2 separate regions of the Zea mays genome follow, and region 2 is linked to region 1. A link is a contact called in public Hi-C data. All regions are on one chromosome and are shown on one strand. Each heading gives the region's core, a stretch centred on a gene start, on an enhancer-like site or on the middle of the called end of the contact. The rest is flanking DNA. Distances are from core to core; before and after follow the strand shown. Region 1 holds the start of LOC100191294 (putative peptidase M48 family protein). Region 2 holds the start of LOC100283905 (protein AATF).

What was found. A called contact is a pair of places that touch in the nucleus more often than the background predicts.
Region 2: a Hi-C map of root tip shows a contact between it and region 1, with 4 times the contacts expected there. The contact joins the promoter of LOC100283905 here to the promoter of LOC100191294 in region 1. A contact is called at or near these places in 7 of 25 Hi-C or Micro-C datasets (ear, endosperm, leaf and 2 more) and 1 of 3 datasets of contacts at active chromatin or transcription factors (leaf).

What each region holds. Positions count from the first base shown.
Region 1 is chr3:33,178,316-33,184,559 of Zm-B73-REFERENCE-NAM-5.0, reverse strand. LOC100191294 (putative peptidase M48 family protein) reads left to right here and starts at 4,051. Exons shown (of 9, transcript NM_001367163.1): 1 at 4,051-4,323; 2 at 4,450-4,507; 3 at 4,598-4,665; 4 at 4,784-4,963; 5 at 5,096-5,192; 6 at 5,297-5,403; 7 at 5,867-6,000; 8 at 6,109-6,244. The coding sequence starts at 4,093. The coding sequence ends at 6,241.
Region 2 is chr3:33,644,404-33,650,647 of Zm-B73-REFERENCE-NAM-5.0, reverse strand. LOC100283905 (protein AATF) reads left to right here and starts at 2,398. Exons shown (of 12, transcript NM_001156803.2): 1 at 2,398-2,706; 2 at 3,401-3,575; 3 at 3,674-3,748; 4 at 3,859-3,969; 5 at 4,098-4,137; 6 at 4,230-4,293. The coding sequence starts at 3,516.

The sequences.
Region 1 (6,244 bases), core at 2,802-5,301:
CTTCAGATAAAGCGCCTGGGCCAGATGGATACACAGGGAAATTCTATAAAACTTGTTGGCCTATACTTAAGGCAGATTTGATGGCCGCCCTTGCTGCCCTTCACCTTGGGAATTCTCAGAATTTGGGGCCTCTAAACACAGCATATATTACTTTGATCCCTAAGAAGACAGGAGCCATGTCTGCTGGTGATTACAGGCCCATCAGCCTCATCCACAGCTTTGCAAAACTCTCCACGAAGATCCTTGCTAACAGGCTTGCTCCTCTTCTCAACAAGATGGTAGAGACTAATCAGAGTGCTTTTGTTAGAGGCAGATCCATTCATGACAATTATATGTTGGTTCAGCACTCAATTAAATCCCTACACAGGAAAAAAGTGGCCAGCCTTTTTCTGAAATTAGATTTAACAAAGGCATTTGATTCTGTTTCCTGGGCTTTCCTTCTTGAGGTGTTGACCCACCTTGGCTTTGGTATTAAGTGGAGGAATCTTGTCTCCAACCTTCTGGCCACTTCATCAACTCAAATTTTATTAAATGGGTTTCCAGGGGAACAGATCAGGCATCGCAGAGGCTTGAGGCAAGGGGACCCCCTCTCCCCAATGCTCTTTGTCCTGGTGATGGATGTCCTCAGCAGCCTTTTCAAAGTGGCAGAAGAAAAAGAATTATTGGCCAGTCTGGACAGTGCCATTGTGAAGTCTAGATTATCTCTTTATGCAGATGATGTAGTGCTGTTTGTCAAGCCCAGGGAGGAAGATCTAAACTGTGTCAAACTCATTCTTGACTGTTTTGGTGAAGCTTCTGGCCTTGTAGCTAATTTGCACAAGAGTTGTGCCATCCCAATAAGATGTGAAGTGGAATTGCTGCATGAAGGGTGTAACATTCTGCAATGCACCCCTTCTTCCTTCCCTTGCACTTACTTGGGGCTGCCTATCTCAGATAAGAAGCTTAGCAGGAATATTTTGATGAACTGGGTTGACAAGATTGCAGATAGGCTACCAAACTGGAAAGCTAGGCTCCTCAACTTTGCTGGAAGGACAGCCCTTGTGCGCTTTGTACTTTCAGCCATCCCAGTTTACCTTTTCCTTGCTATGAATGTCCCTAAGTGGGTGATTAACAAAATTGATAAAATCAGAAAAGGATTTGTGTGGAGAGGGAGAAAAGAGGTTAATGGCGACAGCTGCCTTGTGGCCTGGGATTCAGTCACAAGACCTTTGAAGTATGGTGGGCTTGGGATTCCTAATTTACAACACATGTGTTGGGCTCTCCAAACCAAATGGTTGTGGCTTCAAAAAACAGATCAGAGCAGACCTTGGCATGGCTTGACTATTCCCATTCAGCAACCTGTTAAAGATCTATTTGCAGCATCCCTGATTTCCCATGTGGGAAATGGCTCTAATACCTTATTCTGGACAGATAAGTGGCTTAATGGATGCTCCATCAGAGACCTTGCTCCAGAAGTGGCGTCCAAGGTGTCTAAACGAGCTCTTACCTCATTGACAGTGAGTCAGGCTCTTGTGAACAGGCAATGGATAGCTCATATCAAAACCCCCCTTTCCTTGATTGGAATTCAACAATTTCTTCTCTTATGGGATACTTTAGGGGAAGTGCAGCTTTCTCAGGAGGAAGACCGCCCATGTTTGGAGGCACGAGGCATCAGGGCTGTTCTCTTCTAAATCCTGCTACAAAGTCCTTCTCTTTGGTTCTACTGTTTTTGAGCCTTGGAAGAGATTATGGAAGACCTGGGCTCCTCCTAAATGCAAATTCTTCCTTTGGTTGGCAATAAGGAACAAATGTTGGACAGCCGACAGATTACAGTTGAGGGGAATGCCACACCCAGATGTTTGCCCCATGTGTGATCAGGCCCAAGAGACAATTCAGCACCTCCTTACTGCGTGCATTTTTGCACGGCAATTTTGGCACACAATTCTTGCTGCTATTGGCTTGGGGCACCTCACTCCAACAGCTGATGAAGAGAATTTTGCAGACTGGTGGGGAAAGGCAAGCCATAAGGTTGTCAAGACCAGAAAAAAGGGGCTTAACTCTCTGATCATCCTGGGGGCTTGGTGTCTATGGCTTCAGAGAAACAGAGCAGTTTTTCATGGGGAGTCACCCTCATTACCCAGGATTTTCCGGTGTTTCTCGGATGAGTACGTTTGCTGGGTAATGGCAGGAGCTAAGGAGTTTGGGAGCTTGGGCTCAGTTGCTGCCCTGGGCGTGGTCGGGTCAAGTTTCAGCAACAATCTGTAATCACCTTAGGGTTTATTTGGGTTTTTGGGAGAGTTGCTCTGCAACTTCTCCTCTATTGTAATGTTTTTTTTTTTCCTCTCTAATATATAAGATGCGCAGTTCTCCTGCGGTTTCTTAAAAAAAAACAAAAAAAAACAAGGCTTCATGTATTTAAGGTGTGAAATTGTTCCCATTGTAGTTTCCCAAATTTAACCATACATAATATTTGTTGAACCTGAAATTTCCTGCATTTGTAAATTTCTATTGTCATGTTTCTGTCAAAAGAAGAAAAAACAAATCTCTGGTCACATTGATATCCCTAGTGATTTAACTTTAGTTCCTGCTGAGTTTGACGAACAGCCAAAAGTCGCATTGCGCAGATTCTTAAAATCATGGTTATATAGATTTCTATGCATTTATAGTTGTCATTGTTCAAAATCTGGATACCTTCTTTTTTTTTTAATGTCACTGAAGACGTTTATGGTTTGCACAGAATTGAAGACAAGCCCCGAATCATTTGCTGTTGAAACTTGACTCATAACCGTAGTACTTGGCCTAGTTGTGATTGACGTATTCAAGGCGGAGGAGTAAAAATGACTATATGCTATCAAAGGGTTGTTATCATTCAGCCTGGAGGCCTGACAGGTTAGTGCCTACTGCCTTCAGTCTTGAGGATGCACTTTCAGCTGCGATTGTTTCTCTCTTGCGAAGGATGCGATGATGAGGGAGGTTTTATGTACACTTCTCCTGGTAGCATGACAGTTTATGTTGTGTTTGCTAGTCTTTGTTAGAAGAGAAATGCCAATAAAAGAAAAAAAATCAAAACAAATATGGTCACACAATAGAGTACCTGCATTTATTTCTGAGCATTCCTCCCCCAAGGCATACTAGTACCAGTGTTATTGCCTGAAGGTTTGTTTGGTAGAGCTCTAGTTTCAGTCAAAACAGCTCTAGCAGTAGCTTCTTTGATAAAACATTTTTTTCTGACTTTAGTTTTACTGGCCTAAAAAGTGGGATGTTTAGGGTTAGTTTGGCAACCTTTTTCCAAGAGATTTTCATTTTTCTAAGGACTAGTTTGAGAACTCTATTTTCTAAAGGGATTTTCCAAGGGAAAATAAACTAATTTCTATTGGGAATCTATTGGAAAAATGGGAATCTATCGGGAAAATAGAGTTGCTAAACTAGCGCTTAGTTTAGCAGATATTCCATGGACAGGTGAATCATGGTACCTCCATCAGTGTATTATGGTGCTTTCATCGGAAATTTTAAAAAAGGAAAGGCCTGGAGAAAAATATCTTTGCTTCTTTGGAGGCACTGGTAGTGATTTAAAAATGTGTACTGTAGCGATCTGGTTAGGCAAGGTCTGAACGGCCGCACAGCCGCAGCCTGTTGGGGTCGAGAACTTGAGGTTGAGGCTGCGGCAAAGCTAACCAAGCGGTCTGAGATGGAACACGTCAGTCACAACTCTCAAGATTTTACAGCGTTGCAAGTTGCGACTCCTTTCGCTGTGGACTCGGATTTTTCTTTTCCTTTACTGATGATTGTGAGGAACGAGGGCCAGCAGCCTAGCAGAAATCGGAAAAACGTAGTGGACGCGATACCGTGCTCGCCTACGCTACGCTAGCACTTATTATTGTTGTTATTATTTTATATATATACATACATACATATATGGTAATCTCTTTTTTGCCGTGAAAACTACGCAGAGCAGTAAAATAACCGCAGTTACCAGCTGACCTCCCTCAATTCCTCGGCCATCCGTACGTCTCCGCCTTCGGGGCTTTCTTCTTGGTCTCGTTCCTTGGCTGGACAAAACACCTGTGGCAGCGGCCGCGCTGCTTGCCTCGCCTTGCTCTCGGTTCGTGGGGCATGGCGGCTTCGCCGGCTTGTGCTCCGGGGCTCATCTCCGGCCCCACCCTCCCTCCCCTGCCCGTTGCCTTCCGCTGCTACTGGGCCCAAAAGCCCTCCTCCGCGTCGACCTCCTCCAGGCGCCCGTGCCGCAGGCGGTTCGTTCCCGTTGCAGCTGCCTCCACCCGCACCTCCTCTGCGGCTGCTCGGGGCCTCGACGCCGACGACTTCCGCCACCCGCTGGACAAGCAGGCTAGCTTTCTTCGATTTAACACACTCTTTTTCTTTCTGTCCACGTATAATGTTCGACTGCGCTTGCGGATGATAGATAAAATTCCTGTCTTCTGAAAGAGAACCGCTTTTCTTCTTGTTTCACAGAACACTCTGCTGCTGAGAGCAATTCCCGGGCTCAACGACGTGGGCAAAGCTTTGCTAGGTCGCCCACTCACATAGTTCCTCAGCGTTGCCAGTCCATCTCAACGTAGTATCCTCAACGATTCATTCCTGCCATCTTTTGCTACTGCAGGACCCGTCTCGGAGCAAGTTATGGTACTCCAGAACATTGGAACATCAGTTCTCGTCTCCCCGAACCAGGTCCGATCTGCCAGAACTTATGTTGTTTCCGGACCTTGTAGTTTGTTTGTTTTCTCTATCACCACAGCCTACAAGTTACCGTAATTCAGAGAGCTAATCGTTTGTTTTCGCTCTTCAGCTTCCAGATCTCCACCAACTGCTGGTTGAGGCTGCGAAGCTCTTGAACACCGAAGCTCCTGACTTGTACATAAGGCAGAATCCTGTTCCAAATGCCTACACCTTAGCAATCAACGGCAAAAAACCATTCATTGTCGTTCACACAAGCCTTGTGGAGCTGCTTACTCCAAGGGAATTGCAGGTACTGTTGTTTACTCTAAACGAACTCATCGGCTGGTATTGCCTAGATGAACAATCAAAACAAGAATTATTATTTGCTTACCTACTGTCTGAATGCATTGATTACTCATCATATTGGATTTGTTTCAATTAGGCTGTTTTGGCTCATGAGCTGGGTCACCTCAAGTGCGATCATGGTGTTTGGCTCACTTTTGCCAATATACTCACAATGGGAGCATACACTGTCCCTGGTAGACCATCTGACTACTTAAAATCTCATTAGAAGGGTCGGCTATGTACCTAAATACACTTTATTTGGACTACATCTCATGGTAAGTACATGCACTTTCTTCAGGTTTTGGCATGGTTGCTGGCTTCCTGGAAGAGCAGCTATACAGATGGCTACGAGCTGCAGAGCTGACTTGTGACAGGGCAGCTCTTCTTGTGGTGCAAGATCCGAAGGTACCTTTACTACCTTAAATCTGAAACTACCTCAGTTTTAAAATACAAGATTGATTTGTATTGAACATAAGATCTAGCAGTATAAATAGCGCTATTTTTGTCTTTGCTTTTGCTCTGGAAGTGGATTTTTTGCATGGTCTGGCCACAAATTATATATGACTCCAAGAAAAAGTAGAGGTTTGTGTAGTTTTCAATTCATCTTCCTAGTAACAATCTTTAGTTCATAGAAAGAGCAGCTGTTCTCCAATTTTGAAGAATTGGAGCTGCAGCTTGTAGTTTTAACATATAATGGATACATGCTTACTCTACAAGTTGGTATCATCACTTAATACTAAACTCCTGATTGTCGTGAGGTGGTCATCTCTGTTCTTGGCTGTCTGAAAATAGGAACACCTTGTTGTGTGTTGTAATGCTTATCCTACAAATCTGTCATCACTTGATACTTATTCTTGATTGTCAAGAGGTAGTCATCTCTGTTCTGATGAAATTGGCCGGAGGATGCCCATCTCTTGCCGACAAGCTAAATGTGGATGCCTTCCTGGAGCAAGCTCGTTCGTACGACAAGGCTGCATCGAACCCAGTTGGGTGGTACATCCGGTCAGAACTGTTATCACTTGAACCATGATTCACGATATTATTGTTGTGGAAATGCATATGTGTTTGTGTTGTATGACATTTCTTTCTCAATCTCTTTACATGTTGCAGGAATGCACAAACCAGAGAGCTTTCACACCCTTTGCCTGTGATGCGAGCCAGAGAGATCGATGAGTGGTCAAGAAGCCAGGAGTACAAGACCGTAATGCAAAAAATGTTTCAGATGGGGCTGAACAGAGTATAGTTA
Region 2 (6,244 bases), core at 1,149-3,648, 470 kb before region 1:
CTGGTGCACAGTCCGACTGAAAGGGCTACTCTCGGGAAAAACAGACTTCGACTATAATTCACCAGAAGGTCCACGCAGAGCACCAGACAGTCTGGTATACCAACTAGTCAACAGCTACTTGACACGTCAGCCGGAGCCAACGTCAACAAGTGCATCGGACAGTCCGGTGCCACCCACCAGAAGCGTCCGCTGCCCCACAAAAGCAGAAGGTGAACAATCAACGATTTGTAGCCATTGCACTATGCAGTGTCTGGTGTGCACTAGACAGTCCGGTGCACCCGTGGACAGAATGCAACCAGGGCCATCCAAATGGAGCTCCAACGGCTCCTAGGTCCTTTAGGGTTATAAAAGGACCCCCTAGGCGCCATTGAGTAGTACACAAGCACACCTTGAGCATTCTACAACTCTGAGACCGCGACCACACTGTCAATTTATTAGATAGAGATTTGAGCGCGTTCTTAAACTGTGATTCTTGCGCTCTTTTCTCGACTTGTGTGTGTGTTGTTGTTGCGATTGTGTTCTTATTTGTGTTTCTACTCCCTCCTTACTCCGTTTTGATCGTAAACATTTGTGTAAGGCGTGAGAGACTCCAATTTGTGAAAATTCCTCACAACCGGGACTTGATATAAGGAAGGTAATCATGGTACTCAAGTTTGATCTTTGGATCACTTGAGAGGGGTTGAGTGCAACCCTTGACCGAAGGAGGTCACCACAACGTGGAGTAGGCATTGGCCGAACAACGGGATAAAATCGCCATGTCTCTTGTCCATTCATTCTATTGTGATTTTTGTCTTCTTGAGTTGTCATATTCACTTGTATTATTGCTCCTAAGTTTGATACACATTTCAAAGGAGCAATCAAGTGAAGAGTTCTCATCTCTCCATCTCTACTCATACCAACTAGGTTTTAGCTTTCACTAATACTCACTATAAACCAAGTTTGTGTTATTTAGAGTTAATTTTTGCAGGATCACCTATTCACCCCTCTAGGTGCTCTTACTTTGCATGGTAGCGTCTCAAGATTTGCTGATATCGGGCTGACTGAATGACAACTGTTGGGGGCCTTCCTCTTCCGAAGGTCCTCAAAAACATAATTAACCATTTGCTTTTTGCATAAGCTATTACAGGGAGCTTCGTCTTCAGGATGGAAGTCTTTCCCCCACGATGAAGGCATACGAGATGAAGATATGATCTAAAGATGATAAGAATAAATGTCGAAGCTATTGACAGAGTAACAACTTCGACTTATAATGGTGATGAAGACTGATGACGATGCTGGCCGAAAGGGAAAAAATACTACTTAGTCCTTAATGATTTATGTTACGATCACAAGTAAATGTCAGGAACATAAATATACTTTTACCTAGGCTACGTCCTGTGTCTATAAATAGATGAACAGTAGCACTGTACTGTTCACACTGGTTTTGTAATCTTTCTCGCATCAACACCTTCGAGCAAGCCGAATGTATCAATGTAATACAAATTCTGTTGATACTCATACATATTTTATGGATTGTAAATATGAGGGAATCAATGAGTTATATTCATTATATTTATCCTTATCTATTTTTATTTATCTATAATATGATAAAGACATGTTCTTCACGACCTTTATCTGATGATCATTATACTCGCGAGGAGATAATGCTTCGGAAGACGAAGGTCCTTAATACTTAATAATTGTGTTGCCTTGTTCTCGATTTACAACATTTGAGAACAAGTGACCAACAACAACATTTAAACGTTTCTCTTCTAGTACATTAATCTTCTCAAGCCGGGTTGCTTCTGCCTATGTGATGCTTTTGAAAGGTTAATCTGGGTGCCTCAAAGGCTATGTCTGTTGGCAACATTGTCCGATGGGGAAGAAACTTTCTCGCGAGGATATAAACGTGAAATTTTATCCCTCGATGGGTAAACAGGGATTGAGACGGGAAGCATTTCCCATTCCTGTTCCCTGCGGACCCGTTAAACTTACACGCGACTATGTTTTTGTGTACTAGTTAACAACAAAAATAAATAATTACCTTGTAAAGAGAACACTAATTATATAAATATGTTCATTTTGATGTATATATATGATTTTTTACATTAAACAATGTGTATACGTGATAATGTTTAATATTACTAACAAAGAATGTATGTCTTAATTATAATTTAAATAGGGATAGAGATGGATTTATCTTTGTAGGAATGGGATGGAGAAGAAATGTTATGTAAGTGTTTGCGGAGATCTCTACAAGTAAATTTTTTCGTCGCGGAGAGAGGATAAGGAGGTATTCCCTCGCGGATAGAGATGGATTTATCTTTGTAGGAATGGGATGGAGAAGAAATGTTATGTAAATGTTTGCGGAGATCTCTACAAGTAATTTTTTTCGTCGCGGAGAGAGGATGAGGAGGTATTCCCCCGCGGAGAATTCACCCACGGTTTCCTCTCCTTCGGCCCAGCCCCCACCCGGCCGTCCACCTAATCCCGAGTCTCGAGCGAGTAGCGACGGCCGCGCCTGCGCCTGCCTGCGTCTTCCGTGGCGGCGCCCCTACCTCTCGAACCCGTCAGGCGGTCTGGCCGACCTCGCTTCCTCGGCTAGCTACCTACTCGCCAGCGTCTATTGTCCAGCAGGCGCCCAGCTCCCAAGCGGCCGCAGTGCCCCTGCTTCTGCCCTTGCACGTTCGGCCCCTGTGCTGCACTGCACAGTGAGCCAGACAGCGAGTAATATTTACTGATTATTGATTATTATCGTTGCATCAACGCATCCTATTTTGATTGATGAGTGCCAACTGTTACTTTCTAAAAAACGGCACCGTACGGTATTTTTCTACCACCATGTTGTTTAAGTATTTTCAATCGATGTCATTATTTGTGCTCTTTATTTTAGGATTATGTATTTTGGTTTGACTGTAGTAAGATTTCTAGCCTTATAATTATAATTTTTTGATTTTACCCCCTTGCCTCATTTCTGTGTCTGCCACTGCCTGCCCATAGTAAATCCACGGTGAGCCATCTGCAAGTCAGCGACGAGTTGCTTCTCAATTCCTTCTCTCGTAGTCCTGTCTTGTCCCCTCACCCATAGTCAAATCATCTGGTCACGTGACCTGATTTTGAGTGTTTGGTTTATTGGAAATAAGAGCAAAGCAGCACAGTATCAAGAATGTAGGGCAATTTGAATGTTCCTGCTGCACTGCTACTTTTAGAATTGTAGTATGCTTCATCATTTATTTATTTCTAAAAAAACTTGCATGTATTCTATCGTGACTTTTATTAAGAAAATAATGTATTCACGTATCTTCATGTTTCTGATAAAGGTATTTGTATATGCATCAGTGCTACACATGTGAATACCGGTTTTGTTTCAACTCTGAAGTCAAGTGATTTTACTGTTTTGTTTTGTTTTGTTTTGCAACAGGTAAGGTTTGTTTTCTTCCATTCAGTTTGTTGTACTGTGGAGATCAAACTAGCTAAGGGCAGAGCCAAATTTGGGGATTCTTCAACTGAAGCCTTGTATAGATATAGTTTGAAAGATGATGAACGAACACAGAGAGGAGGATGCCTTGAGAGGTCAAGCAGTCAAAAACCAGAAGGTGCTGACCCACCTTCTTTGCATCTTGGTATTAACATGTGCTACATATATATAATCTTGTCAAAATTCTTACCTTTGTTTGATTTATGCTCCTTCAAGGCGATATGGGACAAGACCATGGAAATGAGATTCTTGCTGCAGAAGGCGTTTTCTACTTCCAACAAGTTACCCCAGGTTGTAGCAAGCATCTCCCTAGGTTCTTTTTAATTGTCCCCCCTTTTCATGCAGGATTGTGGCTAAGTTGAATTCTAAACTCCATTTTGTTTTCTACTGTGCTGTTGCAGGAATCCATCAGAACAAGGTTTTGCAATCATGATAAGCAGATAGAGCAAGCATATGATGATCTTTTGAATTCGACGAAACATACTTTGAGCAGCATGATGGAGCTGCAGGAGGTTCAGTTAGTTGCACACATTGTTTTCCTTTCACTCCTATGATTTTCCTCAATATGATCAAAATGTTTCTTTTGCAAATAATAATTGAAATGTTTCTCATTGTACTCAACCTCTTAAACTACCTATAGGCTTTGCTTGAGAGTAATCAGGCTACAAAGGATGCCAATGGTATTGCTGCTCTCTATACTGTTCTTGTTCTACTGTAAAAACTATGACATCCCATCTATATGTTCATAACACAACTCTTTACTTGACCCCAGAAATTCCTTCTGCCTCAAATGGAGACAATGACGAGTGGTCAGAAGTACAGAGATTGCAGGCAAGGTAAATTTTGCAACAGAAATAACTAACCAACCATTAGTGCTTGAAAAAAAAAATGGACTGGTGACTGGGGAACGGGGTTCTCATCAACATTTGGACCTCAACGGTCTAATCAGTATAACTTAGAAGTTGGCTAGCGCTTGAAAAACACTACAGGACACTAAGCATTTGTTTATTTTCAGCTGCTTACATCCCTATGATTTCAAGTAACTACTTGTCTACTTGTGATAATCACCTGAGTATGAGTACTTGAAATGCTTATCACGTCTCGGCAATTGCATTTCTTTTATGCGTAACTGAAGTTTGCTCTAGCTTCCTAATAGAGTTCGTTTTTTAATACAGAAACCACTCTGAGATAGCCACAATGTAGTAAACGTGGCAGCTAAGGTACTAAAAACACCCATGCAAATAAGAAAAAAAATGAAACTTGTATTTTAATTTTGTTAAATACCTCTATAATTTGGCGATATATTGTGTTACCATCCTGCTTGTAGCCTGTAGGTCATTATATGAGCCATCAAATTGCGATGACAGTTGCCACAAATCCAGTTTCATATGAAGGTATTAGCTGTGTAACAAGCTAACTGCTGCTCTCTGCCCAATAAGTTATTCAATTGGATCAGTAGGTTGCATCCAAGGTTATTCAATTGGATCAGTAGGTTGCATCCAAGGAATACTTGTTGATATGCCTTTCTTTTGCCAAGCCTTGTAGCAGAAAAGGCATGTAGAAAAGGTCTTGCTTGAAAACTAGAATACAAAGTAACTTGGGTGTAAAGGATAATAGTTGATGAAATATATATATTTTTTAATTCTCACTTCTATACTACTCTATTATAAACCTAATGTCGGCACATAGTGATACCATGGCTTCACCCTCCGCGCTGACACTTTGGGGCCACCCACCACACCGCGCAAAAAATAGTGCATAGCGAGCACTCGAAACCGCACCCCTCTGCTTCAAAAATTTGAGGCTAACCATTAGATCACATGTACCTTAATGAAATAAATAATAATTATATTTGAATAAATATCTCAATACCTATTTATATGATACTCCCTCCGTCCCAGTATATAAGGCGTAACCATCTTTGGTTCAAAGACCAAAAAATATATTTAATTCTCTCTATACCACTGTATCGATGTACGTATGTATAGAGAGAGCACACCTTATATTGTGGAACAAGAACAAAGTAGTTACACCTTATATTATGGGACGCCACACCTTATATTGTGGAACAAGAACAAAAAGTAGTTACACCTTATATTATGGGACGGAGAGATTATATAACAACCGTAGCAAAGCACGGGTAGTAACTGCTTATGTTTGAAGTTGATGGGAAGAAGGCTAGTTATTCACATAAGGTATGCTAATAGGGTAATGCGACATGTTTTATTAAGGTACATGGATTAAGTGTCTTGACTTCATACAGTCTCTAAAATTATATGTGAATTTTGTTATGGTGACATGTTACTATATGTGAATTTTGTATTGTGCTACTGCTAACATCCCTCTAGAAAGCTGGTTCCGCAACATTGGATTCAATTATTTGCAAATATATGATGTAGCAAAAGTGAAGAAAAAACTACAATTAGATCTAAGGGCACATCACCATAACATTCTGAGAGTTATATGTATTAAGTTGCATGCATTAACTAATCCAACCCAAAAACTTAAGCTGATAGGAGGGGTGGACAATTCACTTATATTATATTCTAACACTCCCCCTCACGTCGAGTCTCAGACCTGGAATAGGAGCAAATAACAATTATTTTATTTAATTGCGCTAATCAGGATTCGAACTCGAGATCTCTAGTTTTGATACCATATTAAGTTGCATGCACCAATCAATTCAACCCAAAAGCTTAAGCTGATAGGAGGGATGAACAATTCACTTATATTATGGACCCTCTAGAGCTTTCATCTTACATGTGCACAGTGCACATATGCTGCTTG